Linked DNA regions of Siniperca chuatsi: region 1 is linked to region 2. The links are chromatin contacts, called in public Hi-C maps. All regions are on one chromosome and are shown on one strand. Each heading gives the region's core, a stretch centred on a gene start, on an enhancer-like site or on the middle of the called end of the contact. The rest is flanking DNA. Distances are from core to core; before and after follow the strand shown.

Region 1 (6,769 bases), core at 3,774-6,273, 48 kb before region 2:
CAGTGTAATTGGTATTCTCTGAGGACTTATGCTCTCAATCTCCTTCAACACAATCTAAAACACACACACACAAACACATATCTGACCATCGACTGTGTGAGTCCTCACAAATGAATGTGTTTCATCAACACATTGCATGACATGCAAAGACATATGGGAGGCATATGAGCCTGGTGTATATTAATAAAACTACTGACAACTACAGTGTGTGTGTGACAGGCAGAGAGAGAAAGAGCTCAGGGCTTGTTGAGGCAACACTCTTACGCAACAGTGAAGAGATTACTGACAAAACAGGACACAGATGCTGGAGAGGTCTGGGATTTCGCTCCCTTCCTCCTCCTCCTACTCCTCCTCCTCCTCTCTCCTTCACTTTTCCTCCATTTATCTATCCATTCTCTTACTCTGGCCACTCTCGTTAATAATGTTTTAACAGCTGTAACAGAGTCGCATCAAAATGACAGTTACCTGAAAATGCACCTGCATGACATGAAATTAATCTAAACTAAGCCTTGCCAGGAACCCCTAGAAGCTGCGATATTCATTACACTCCACAGCACAAAAGTGTCAAACTAAACAAACAACATACTGATGATTTTGCTATTTGTACAAACTTACCAGAAGTGGGGTAAAAAATATAGTTTGTCTCGAGGGTGGGGCTAGAGAAACAGTCACTGGGTCAGTAAAATCAAAAGGGTTCAACACCTTAAGCAGCAGTTTGAACACATAACTTTCACTGCATATCATCCGCTGGCTGATTTATGTGATGTGGGATGCCGCCATTATTATGGTGGCAGAATCAAACTGAACGCTCTCATTGACAATGAAAGCAGAGATATTTGGGTTGATCATGCTTGACAATTTCCCCCTCTGACAGATGACATTAGCCCATGAAAATGTGAAAGTTTTTCCGTCTGAAATTACTAGTTTGAAATTGTTTATAACAGCTTTGGTAAAGAAAAATGTAAAAAATCCCAAAACATTGGCAGCTGGCATTACCTGCTGGCTTATGATTATAAAAAAACAAACTTGCAATCTATGATTTCTTGCATTGTAATCAGATGAAATACATACATTTAATAAAAATCTGAAACACGTGAAATCGTATGGAATTTCAGCCAGGAAACACATGTAGCGAGTACCCAGCCCAGCTAGCAAGAGATCAAAGGCACGCCACAGGCAGACACCGGTCTTTAGCGGCACTTGGTCTGTCCGTTGTTGGAATGCTGCTGAAGAAACAGTAGGACAATGGAGATTTATTAAAGTGAAATTAATTTCATGTAGCAGAGGCTTGTGGATTTTGCCTTAGCTGACCACAGCATAGATCAGTCAGTGTGGTTTTGGTAATTTGCAGGTAAAAGGAGGTCTATTAAAACTGGACTAAATTTAATTAAAAAGGGTTTTAAAAATGTTTCAGATTTTTGCCAAGGGCATTTCGATGACCATATTTTCAACAGGCTCTACAGGATCTTCTGGACATATTTCTTGGCAAAAGCAGTTAAAAAGCAAAATCCTTTCATACATGTGACATCCCTCCCACTGTCTTGGAGGCTGTCCTGGCCAACCTCAGCAGGCAATTGGCTGACATGGAGGTTCATCAGCAGATCTAGTTCACCTGGGCCTTCCAGGCTGTAAAAACTGACCCATGTGTTCACTCTATCTCCCTTCCTACAGCTGACGTTCACCCTGAATCACCTTCTTTTGCATCTTCAACACCTCCATAGCACACATGCCACACATCCATGTATTGCTGATCTTGCTGATCCACACCCCATTGTTCATTTGTGTTAACTTTAGTTTTAATAAACAGTTTTAAGTAAATCTCTTGTGTGTATTCCCATCTTGTTACATTCCCTGAGCCAGTTTGTGACAGACATCACAGTGTTATTGCATTTAAACACGCCATTACTGCAGGTCCACTGCAGCTCCGGCTTGTTTACTTCTGCCCTCAACCTGGTTTCATCGATAGGTATGCAGAGAGCATTCTCAGTGATTGCAGCACACTCGTTCCAGCAACAAAACCTTCACATAACTGTCACAGCACAGCCATGAATATAGTGATAAAATCATTGAAATGTTTATCTGTGCCTGCTACAACATACCGTAACAATATCACAGAGAAGTGTCATCTAACTAACGCAGCAATATCTATCTGAAGTTTGCTAACTTTTGCCACCATAAGCTACTGGTCAAAGTAAGGCTATAGCAGCAAATGCTCTGAGTGTAAAGAATAGAACAAGGGTGCATTTAATTACTTATTAAATGTAAGTTTTTGTTTGGGAGAGAAAGAATGTACTATTTCTTCTTTTAAAAGTTACGCAGACTCACTTTATGTCACCAAGTTTGAATTCTCTGTTTAAAGTTCATTATCCCCAAAAGATGCCCAGTGGGATAAACAGTGAAACATGATTGATGCAATTAAATATAATTAACATATAATTTATTTTAAATTAAGACAGAGCATTAAAGCATTAACTTTGACAGCTCTAATTTAAATACTTACGGTTTTAATCTGTTAAAGGAGCACAAAGAAATGTTTCTGGTATGCTAGTCACAGCTGCAATAATGTGAAACAGTAGAGCAAGTAATCCACCAGGTACATATGGATGATTTTTGCGTCTACTTATATGTATGTATGTATGTTCTCACCAATTAAACTGCCAATATCCAAGACATTTAGTTTAATTTGAGGACATGCACATAGACAGACAGGAAGTCATTCACGTAGCAAAATAGAACCAAATACATGAATAAATTACTTTCAATTTAAAGCTCAGGGGGATAATAAACATCCGTTCAAATAATTCCATATCAGGTTCATTGATGCCTTTCACAACACTTAATTTAGGTCCATATCCTGCCTGTGCTTTCCTTTTTTCTTCTTCTCTACCCTCTTCTTGCTCTTTTTGTGGTGCCCCCTCCCCAGGTGGGAAGTCATTACGCTGCTCTCAACTGTGATTTTTCATAATTTTTCAAAATAGAACATCTAAAAAACACAGTCTCACTGGAAGCCTGCAGCATTCCTCACCTTCATAGCCACATGCTCATCTCTGACTCTGACCCCCGTCTATTACACCCAAACACACACTCGCACACGTTTTTCCGACACTTGGGGGCTGAGGAGGGAAGTAGAGGGGGGATGAAAGAGAGAGATGGATTGTGCGGAGAAGTAATTAGAGTTGTTGTGTGTGTCAGGGTGATGTGGCTGTTTGTGTTTGCCTGAGGCAGAGAAAGAGAAAGGGGTAACATGGGTGTGTGCATTTCAGTGTGTATGTGAACATGTACGCCTGTTCAGTGTTCAGAAAACAGATCAATGTGTCCCCAGGCTCCCAAATTCCCAATAACTACAAAGAGACACAATCAGTTGATACAAATAAGGAAGATAAAGCAGAGAGAGGAGAGAGGTCAATGGGAAAGGAATAATGAATAATGAAGAAGAGAAGAGACAATGACAAGCTTCTCTTGTAATCTTTTCACTCAAAAAACTAATTATTGAGACCTCAGAGCTTCAGCAAAACTATCTCATGCTTTGTCAACCTTGTATGTTTTTGGCTCACGTGTATTATTTCTGAAGGCATGTTTGGCACTGCACCCTGGCTGCTTATGTAATGTGCACAAATAAATTCACACGGTCAAACACACACAAACACACACACCCATCCAACCACCCACCCCTTTGCTCATCTCACCAGAGGTCAATTGAAACACAACGCAAGGTGAGTCCACCACTTTGCAGTGGCGCATACATCACCAGTTATTTTCAGATGAGGGAGGGGGCAGGAAGGACATTCACATGGATGCTGCATCAAGGGACCACTCAGGGAACACACACACACACACACACGCATATACACAAACTCACAGGTAATAATTTATTGTCCATACACACACAAACACGTCACTGACATAACCCCTTGCACACAAAAGAAACACAGTTTTACTATATTTGCGAGACCTTCTGCTTCATTAGTGTACATTTATTTCATAACTGCTAACTTAAACCTTACCGTAATAGAATTAAACCTAACTAAACCTACCGCAATTCCTAACTTAAAGCTCAAAATCAAAATCTTAAACTTGCCTGTAAAAAAAGTGAATAGCAAAATATTCTCATCTTTCCTGATGCATGACGAATGAGGAAATTAATTTGCAAACACACAATTCCTGCCGCGCACAAAAGACAAAGCACTCATAATTAAGCATAATTACAACCTGATCTCATATGCCGTTTAATCTCACTTTCTATTCAATTAATCTCGTTTTTTTGTCTTGTTTGCCTCAAGAAAGAAAGCAGCATCATCCTCAGCTGGTGTGAATAAGAGCAGAGACAGAAAGAGAATGAGACAGAAGGAGGGTGGGAGTTGGGACAGTCAAACACAGGGGAAGGGGTGAGTGTGAGAGATGAAGATAAAAGAAGAGGAGAGAATGGTGTGAGGAGGCTAAAGTGGGGCAAAGAAGAGGACAGCGACAAAACAGCTCAAAGAGGAGACTGAGGTGAAGCTACCAGGGGAGACGGAGCGACAGAACAGAGAGAGAAAGCAAGGCAATAGTAGACTGTGTTCACACAGAAAAGCAAAGATATAAATAAAGTGACTGATAGATGTAAGAGTGTGTGTTTCTGTGTGTGCGAGCGCGTGTGTGTTTGTTGTGTCCTGGCTCGACTCCCGGGAGCACTTCTGTGCTGCCAAAGTTTCACTGGGTCTACCACCATGCCAGGGTCAATGCAGGCACACACACACACGCACACACACACGCACACACACACACACACACACACACACAAAAACCAGGGCATGCCACAGGATTAGCCACCAATAAAGAGAAATGGGGAAATATGTGTAAACAGTGAAAGAGACGTGATGGAATTAATAACAGAGTGATAGTATTTGAGAAATAGGTGATCGCTAAAGAGAAAGAGTGAGAGTGAGAATTGCAGTGGGTATAGAAAAAATTAGAGATAGATCAGAGAAAAACAGAGCGAGAGAGAGAAAGAGAGAGAGAGAGAGAGAGAGAGAGAGAGAGAGAGAGAGAGAGAGAGAGAGAAGGGAGGAGGGAGGATCACTGGGCTCCGTGAGCATGCGAGGATCAGCAGCAACAGAATGAGACGGAGAGAGAGAGAGATAGAGAGCGGTAAAGAGTCAGCAGCAAGCGCAACTGAGGACTGAAGGACTATCAGAGATGAGAGAGAGACACCGAGAACGAGGGAGAGGAGAAACATGCGGACCAAAGAGGAGGATAAGAAAAGGTAAGTGAATGAACAAAGCAATGAAAGACAGTTGTTAGAAAAGATTAGCCAGTGTGTGTACAGAAAGTGTGTGTATGCCAGTGATAGCATAAAAGCCTGGTAAAGATGCTCTATTATGACTCTGAGGAATCTCTCCAGTCTTGTAGCCCACGGCTAGTACTTTATTTTCAAAGCAGCTCATTCAAGATTTAAGACACTGGCCAGAATTTGAAAGGAGGTAATGGTGACTATGGACGCAAGCGCCAGTGAGCCAACTGGACTAATGGACAAAATCCTTAGGTTTAACCTCTGTACCACAAAACAAATTTTAAAAAACACAGTATCTGGCTTTGGTTGGATGCCTTGTTTCCTACAGACTCAGTAGGTTTGACAAAAGTGTATCTCTACTTCAGGAAGGCTGTTTATAGCAACTGTAAGTGTGTATTTTTGTTTAAAGAAGTAGTGTGATCACAGCATCAAAAGTATGTGCGGATATATCTGTTTGTGTGTACGTTGGTGTGTATGTGGCAGGTGAGTAATCCTATCCATCTGTCACAGTAGGATTTGATGCATATGATTACGTCTGTGTGCGTTTGTGTGTCCGTGTATGTGTGTAGAGCTTTTTTTTGTTTTTCCATGCAACATTAATTACAACTTTAGCTTTTAACAAGGATTCAAAAGGCTTCTGTCAATTTATGTATGTATGTGTGTGTGTGTGGGTGTGTGTGCTATTAAAAGCCTCTGAACCAATCGTCAGAAGAAGCTAGTGTAGCTTAATATGGGATTATATTGCAATAACCTTTCTCATATATACTAATACTGCCCCAGTACATCTGTGTATGTGTGTGTGTGAGAGAGAGAGAGAGAGAGAGAGAGAGAGAGAGAGAGAGAGAGAGAGAGAGAACAAGCAAATGTGTGCAGAGATCTACAACTGAGACATTATGGATATATGTGACCTGTGCACTTAACATTTATATAACCTCACCAGTCAGTTAAGATGGTCATTTGAAATGACAGTTTGTGCACATACATGTGTGTTCATGCATCTGGCACAGACAAACATGCCAAGAAGTCAAAAACTGAGTAAGGAAATACTCTTAGTCTCTCTTTTCTCTGTTATTTAGTTGCATTTTGGGCTATTTTTCTATTTAATGATGTTTTTTTACAGATCATTATTTGAAACACAGTAGAAATGTTGAAGAATAAGTTCAAAATTCTGTTAAGTTTGCATGAAAAGCATAAAAACATTGATAAATATTGGACCTGTAGCCATCGAAGCACATTTGTTGAATAAATGATACAAAATGGCATAATGCTTGAGTGTATAAGGAGCTTGTTGTGGCTGTGTGGTTATTAGTGATGCATCAGAATATTGCTAAGTGCATTTCTCTGTTTTCATCCTTGCTGGCAGGAATTTGATTCAGTACTTATCAAATCTCTAAAGATTCCTTCAATTTTCTCATGAACGTGCTTTATCAATTTAGATTTTGTTTTTGGTACTTTACTGTTTTCTTTTTCAATATTTAGGGAGCATTGTATATTTGTTTT
Region 2 (6,440 bases), core at 3,500-5,999:
CAGTTTAAATTGATTCCAAGTTGGTAATGATAATGTTCTTGAAGTTATCTTCATCGAGCCAGAGCTGGCTTTCTCTAACTCAGAGTAATCTAGTAACAAGTGAAATTACACCTAAATTCTTGTATTTTTATGGAAATGGGGCTTCAACTGAATTGGCTGCAGTTCCTCGCCTCTTCTTTCAATAATGTGGTTCAATGCACTATATTCAATTATAGTGATGCAGCAAACCAATGCAGTATTATGTTGACAAGGTAAAACTAAACATTGATAAGCACTGACTGCTGTGATTACAACAATCCTCCTATGACTTAACAAAAAAAACTGGGTTATCTTTGTTGCTGCTATTCACATCACATACAAACACCCACGCATTCCTCTACCATCCCTTCAGTTCTACTTCCTCCACCCATAGCAAACTTTTCTCTCATCCATCTCTCCACCCATTTCCTTCCCCCGTCTCTGTGTGATTCAGTGGAGCTGTGCAGTTGTTAATTACAATAGAAGTTGTGAGTGCTGGAGGGAAGGATTAGCGTGTGGCACACAGCAAATTTAGCATGTGGGGGGAGGGATTAGGTGGTAACACAGAGAGGTATTATCACTGGGCTTTTTGCAGAGTACAGTTATGATTACAGACACACTGTCCTGCTTAATCCACCAGGCCTGCCCGTGCATGAATGTGTGTGTGTGTGTGTGTGTGTGTGTGTGTGTGTGTGTGTGTGTGTGTGTGTGTGTGTGTAGTGAGAATGATGATGTCAGATGGGTTACTGATGGTGTGATAACACCAAGCCGCTCACACCACACATATACACTTCACTAACATAGTTGTGTCCCATTAGTATAGTATAGCATGTTACAGCCTGTAGAGTACCACTTTAATCCAACTCAGAAGATGTATGTGGAACTAAAAATGACCATAGGCTGTTGCTACAACTTATCTACACACACACACACACAAACACACACAGGCACGCAATACCCACATATGAGCAAAACAACACAAATACGTCACAGTAGCTCAGCAAACTAATACTGGTGACAGATGGAGAGGAGAGAGGGATGAAAGGAAGGCAATCAACAGGGGGGAGGGAAAGGAGTGAGGGACAGTGAGGAAAAATCTGAAGAGAGGAGTGAGCAAGAGAGCAAATACAGAAGGGGGATGGCTCAGCTGCATGTAGCTGTGGATGAGAGGAGGAAAAAGGAGAACAACAAGGCAACACTAAACATGTCCCCCATGAATTATGAAATCCCTGTCTAAGCAAATCAGTCACAGATGTCACCTTGTTATGATATATAATTGCAGTTCCCCCATGGAGCAATCAGTCAAAATGTTCAATGCTGCAATTAAGCAGTGAGATACAAGGTTCCCTCAGGTTTGGCCAAATTTGAAATGCAGACATTTTGCATGACACATGGGCGAACGAAAAAGTGGTGCAGTGACCAACATTGCTGTGATGCATCAAAAAAGTATAATAAAAATGGCATTGCTCATCTAAGACAGATTAGTTAAACTATACTAAAAATGCAAGAATGGTGCAATGAGTCACACAATTAGCTTGAGTATTGTTAAATCCTACTTTGGTTTAAGAGTGTATTCATGAAGACAATTAAACAAACACTGTAGACGCCTTAGGCCAATCAGTATAATAATGAAAAAGCTGGAATTCATCAAAATATTATTTGGTCTGTAAAGCTTGAGATTTCTCTATCTGATGGATGGAATAGAGTAAATCGAGTGTGCATCACTGTAATCGTAGCTCTCCGTGTGATGTAAATTATGTTATTATGAACTATTTCTCATTATTTTAAGATAAGATTATTTTATTATTATTATTACCACCAGATATTGATATATGTCTTCCTATCATGAGAAATGATCTCAAAATGAGAGATGTCATTATAAGAACAAGAAAACAAAATTAGAAAGCCCAGATATTCTAACTAGAAAAGATTACATAATCATAATATAAGATGTCATAGGAAACAGATAAGATCCTTATCGCATCAATGAGAAAAGATCTTCATATTAGAAAACTTCTTTTTATGTCCTTCCACAGGAAAACAATTAAAAGAGGAAGAGGAAAAGAGAGAAGGGGAGATCTAAAGATGAAGGGAGGGATGGAAAGAAAGAGGACGAGTGGAGGATAACAAGAAGGAGAAATATAGAACATAGCAGGTGCTCAGGGGAAGGAAAAAGAAACAGATACAACTGATGAACTAGACTACAGGGAAGTAATAAAAGCTATAGGGCGTGAAGGACAGAAAGAAGGTGAAGGAAAGAGCAAAATCTGGTACAGCGTGCCTTACATATTTTTGAAGTAAAAATCACACACTCCTAATAGACTTTGCATGAACACAAAGTCGGTTTGACAAGCTAATAAATCTTCAATGCTGCCTATTTAACTATTAATGACTGCTAGTCTTGATGGTGATGATGATGGAGCCTTACAGATGCACCTACAGCGCTGGTGGCTCCTTTGAATACCTGATTCTCTGTTGGCATGACAAGGCCTTATAGGAGGAGAAATTTGATGTGAAAACTTTAGATGCAGAGCGAGTTGAAGTTGTCGGCTACCGGTAGTTGGAAGGCGACAGATAGAGCAGGAGAGAGAGAAAGAGAGAAGGAGAGTGAGATTTATTGGTTCAGAGATACCCAGGGGAGGCTGGCAAGTGGAGCTCAGTCCATCCGGGAGCAGTGGAGCGATAACGACACACAAGACATACACTAAGAAGTATGCTTAAATGTATGTGTGTGGGCTTGTGCATGCCTACACTTGCACATAAACACACATACACACACACACACACTTGGGAAACCACACTAATGCAACCACACAAATCTGCACACACTATGAATAAATAAACAAACACACCAACCACATCGATAAACAAACATACCAATTTCAACAAACAAAGCCCACGATGCCCTCTAGAAGATTAAAAAGACAGACCTTGGACCAGTGGACTTCGAATGACAAACACATACCAGCACGCGTGTGCACGCACCCGTGCGCGCGCACACACGCACACACACACACACACACACACACACACACACACACACACAGAGATCCCCTCCCAACCCAAGTTATACAAACACTAATACACTGCTCCTAACAGAGGCACACAACCCATAACAATTCACACACAAACCTTGCATTCTTACGTGAACAAGCACTCCATTACGAACATGATTGTGTCTTATATACCTGCACACCTACACACAAACACACAGGTACTCAAGTCACCCATAGGCAAGGCACATAACACAATTGTGGATCATGTTTCTGATCTGTCAGCATCAACTTTTGCGCTGCAGTTATAAATGGTGTTTACACTTATCGTATGGTGCAGCTCTCGGCTCAGCACAGTGGGTGTCATAAGTCTCTCCTGCAGGAACTTTGTCTGTCTGGTGTTTTCGTTGGCTGCCCATTCAGCAGCCCTGCCCTTTCATTAGCTCTCATTCGCACGCTGCACTTCATCATCAATGCTTATTAGCATTAGCAGCCTTTTCTCGCCGAGCTGTCAAAAACAATTACTCTGGCAATGTAGTGTCACTGGGCTCTGTGTGTGTGCGTGCCTTCAAGAATCTCTATTTGCATCATTAAGGGTCCAAAAAGAAATTAGTAGTCATTATCATAATGATCACTACACAAGAAGTTACACAAACACTCACTGGGAGTAGAGCATGCGCGAGCGGACGATGAACTTGAAGATGTACTCGAGGGCTTTGAGGGTTCGAAGGATTGGCTCACACTGTTCCCCTCGGCTGGACACATCCAGATACCTCTTTAACACCGACATCAGCTTTCTGGGAGAGGATGATATGATAGAGAGAGAGAGAGAGAGAGAGAGAGAGAGAGAGAGAGAGAGAGAGAGAGAGAGAGAGAGAAAAGGGCGAAACAAATCAAAACCATTCAGTCAGAATTGTCATTCCTTTTCTGATGTTCCACAGGTTGGAAAGTTAATCACCAACTCCATTTTTCACTTCCATAGAGCAGAAAGACAGAGTGCAACAGAGTGAAAGAACGAGAGAGAGAAAAGATGACTGGCAAGGAGGCGGAGGAGGAAAAATGGCAAAATAGTATTTCACACCTCAACAGATGTACCTTTCACACACCTCACAGACATTTTTATTTGCCCTCAGATGCATGGTGAAAAAATCATTCTCCAATACATGCACACCCCACAGGTGTATTTAGACACACACGTAAATATTCCGGTGTGTCAAAGCAGTTGGAAAGCGGCGTGGGGGGCACAGAGTTCAGTCTAAGTTTATGACCTACCAGCATTTATGTGCCCAATCTCCCTTTGTATTATCTCAGTGGCATGCAATACTAGCATATTCATAACACATAAAACAATACTGTAGGCCTAAAGAGGGTTAAGGCTTTTGGCTTTGTGATGGCTCTATTTCCATGAAATGGCAACCAGGGATCACCCACTAACTGGTTTAAAACTACCCAATCCTCTTAAACTATCAAAGTCCCCTTAAAAAATGATCTCTAATCTGGCCTCACTGGCGTCAGGTTGGCCTTATGTTATTGCCAATGTTATTACCATTCAGTCTTCCCTGGTTTTGTTTTGGTGCATGGCTTAAGAGCAAGCACAGGAGGATTTATTCTTTTTTTAAGAGCAAGAGATAGGGAGTTTAAAATGTAGTGAGAGGGAGTTAGAGAGCTTTACATAACAGCCTCTGGGCTGACAAGCGTTAAACTGCAGTGACCCTATCAAAAAGGGTGAACACCAACACACTGGCAAGAGAGGGATAGAGTGATAGTAAAGAGACAGATTATTTGGAGTGAAGAACAGACAGAAAGAAAGAAGAGCAGTTAAGAGAGGAGAGTGGCAGGGAGAATTGGGCAAAGGAGGATGAGAGGAGGAGAAGCAGTTGTGGTAAGCAAGAAAAGATTCAGGGTAAAAAGAGCAGAAGGAGTCAGACATGTTTTTAATTTCCTAACTGAAGCTTTGGCACTGCAAACAAATGTTTTCTCTAGCGCCCACTGAATTAAGTGAAGTGAATTATCAGAGAGTAAGAAGCAGACAGAAGTGTTTGGGGAGCATGCCTGAGTGCTTTAGCTGCTACTCCCCAAAGAAGCAGGGTTAAAACTCTGGCTAGCTGGGTGTACAGTAAAGTAGCATACTCTAATCCTGTTCAATCAAGTGCTCCAAAGGCCAACACACACACTGACCTCCAGTGGCAGCTAGATACAGTGCAGTATTTAGTCACTTAACATTAGATATTCAGGTGATATTTAAATTACCACAACAAGTTTACCTTTGGCATGGAGTATGGCATACCTGACAGGATTATGCATTTGAATGTGACTGAGACAACCCACACTAATGCTATGTATGCATTTCTGGTACTGGACTTTAAGCTGCTCTGTCCAACTTTCTAGGAACCACAAAACAGTCTGTTTTTTGGCTTGATGACAAAGCATTACTGAGATTATCTGATGGGATTTAAAAGATTTATAAATCCCAAGAGGTGGGAGAATTGCCTCATGAAAGATCATGTAATCCTTAATTTGCAATTCAAAGAAGAACACTGCAAAACTTGCTGATATATTTCGTGAAAACAGCAGTGTAAGTATGGTATGTTTGTTGACATGAAGTCTAACACTGTCTTTAAAGTCAAACCTAAAGTAAGCTTAAATAACCAGTCGTGCTCAGTGACTTTAATTAATAATAAAGTCTCCTGTGGCAGATTCAATAAGGAAGTGTCTTTGCTTTCTCAAGACATTAACAGGATACTGATTTGCAACTGAACTATTTGCTTTTTGGAGCACTTATGAAGAGCGAGAATTATCTATGTGACTCTTATCATATTTTGCTCTATTATATTTGCTCTCATATTTTGTTGTTTGCCTACAATGTTTATATTTGTCTTTCTCAGTCAGAATGTGTAAAATATCAGTTTAAATGTATGTATCTTTGTCAGATTCACATTAAGTGCTCTGATGAGAAAAGGTGCAGAGACTTTGTTCGTCATATATTCATTAAAATCTGATGCGACATACATGGTGATGAGGACAGGAAACTTGTAGAAAACATAACAGAATGAGATGAAAGGAAGTGGGCCTACTTGTAGGCCAGTGTAGCGCTGAAATGCTGCTTGATGTAGGCCTCCAACACTGTGTTGAAGTGCTGGAACTTTCTGTCAGCGATCAGACCTATGATGTATATCTGGCAGACAGAAGGGAGAAACAGAGAGACAGAGTGGGTTATATGTTTCCATAGCAGTAGACATTTACAAGGCAGATGAGAAGCTATGTACAATCATCTGATAGACATGTTGATTTGGAAAAAGATGGGACAGGTAGACACAAAGATGTCAGACTCGATACACAAAGAGACAGAGCATGTCAAGAAATCAGCTGCATCTGTTGAAAAAGCACACACACACACACACACACACCATACACTCACCAAGGCGTCAA

Evidence for each region. A called contact is a pair of places that touch in the nucleus more often than the background predicts.
Region 1: a Hi-C map of liver shows a contact between it and region 2, with 1.8 times the contacts expected there. The contact joins the promoter of LOC122880562 here to the enhancer-like site in region 2. A contact is called at or near these places in 2 of 3 Hi-C or Micro-C datasets (liver and skeletal muscle).

What each region holds. Positions count from the first base shown.
Region 1 is chrLG8:15,524,133-15,530,901 of ASM2008510v1, reverse strand. LOC122880562 (protein INSYN2B) reads left to right here and starts at 5,023. Exons shown (of 4, transcript XM_044205823.1): 1 at 5,023-5,242. The region is part of intron 26 of LOC122880560 (dedicator of cytokinesis protein 2-like); the gene reads right to left.
Region 2 is chrLG8:15,475,775-15,482,214 of ASM2008510v1, reverse strand. LOC122880560 (dedicator of cytokinesis protein 2-like) reads right to left here. Exons shown (of 51, transcript XM_044205819.1): 19 at 6,430-6,440; 20 at 6,086-6,186; 21 at 3,674-3,808. Among protein-coding and RNA genes, the nearest start is that of LOC122880560, 27 kb to the right of the region's middle. Within about 2 kb of position 4,749, the one cell type or tissue checked has an H3K27ac peak away from gene starts, as active enhancers do. A contact at or near this core is called in liver, where this site is marked.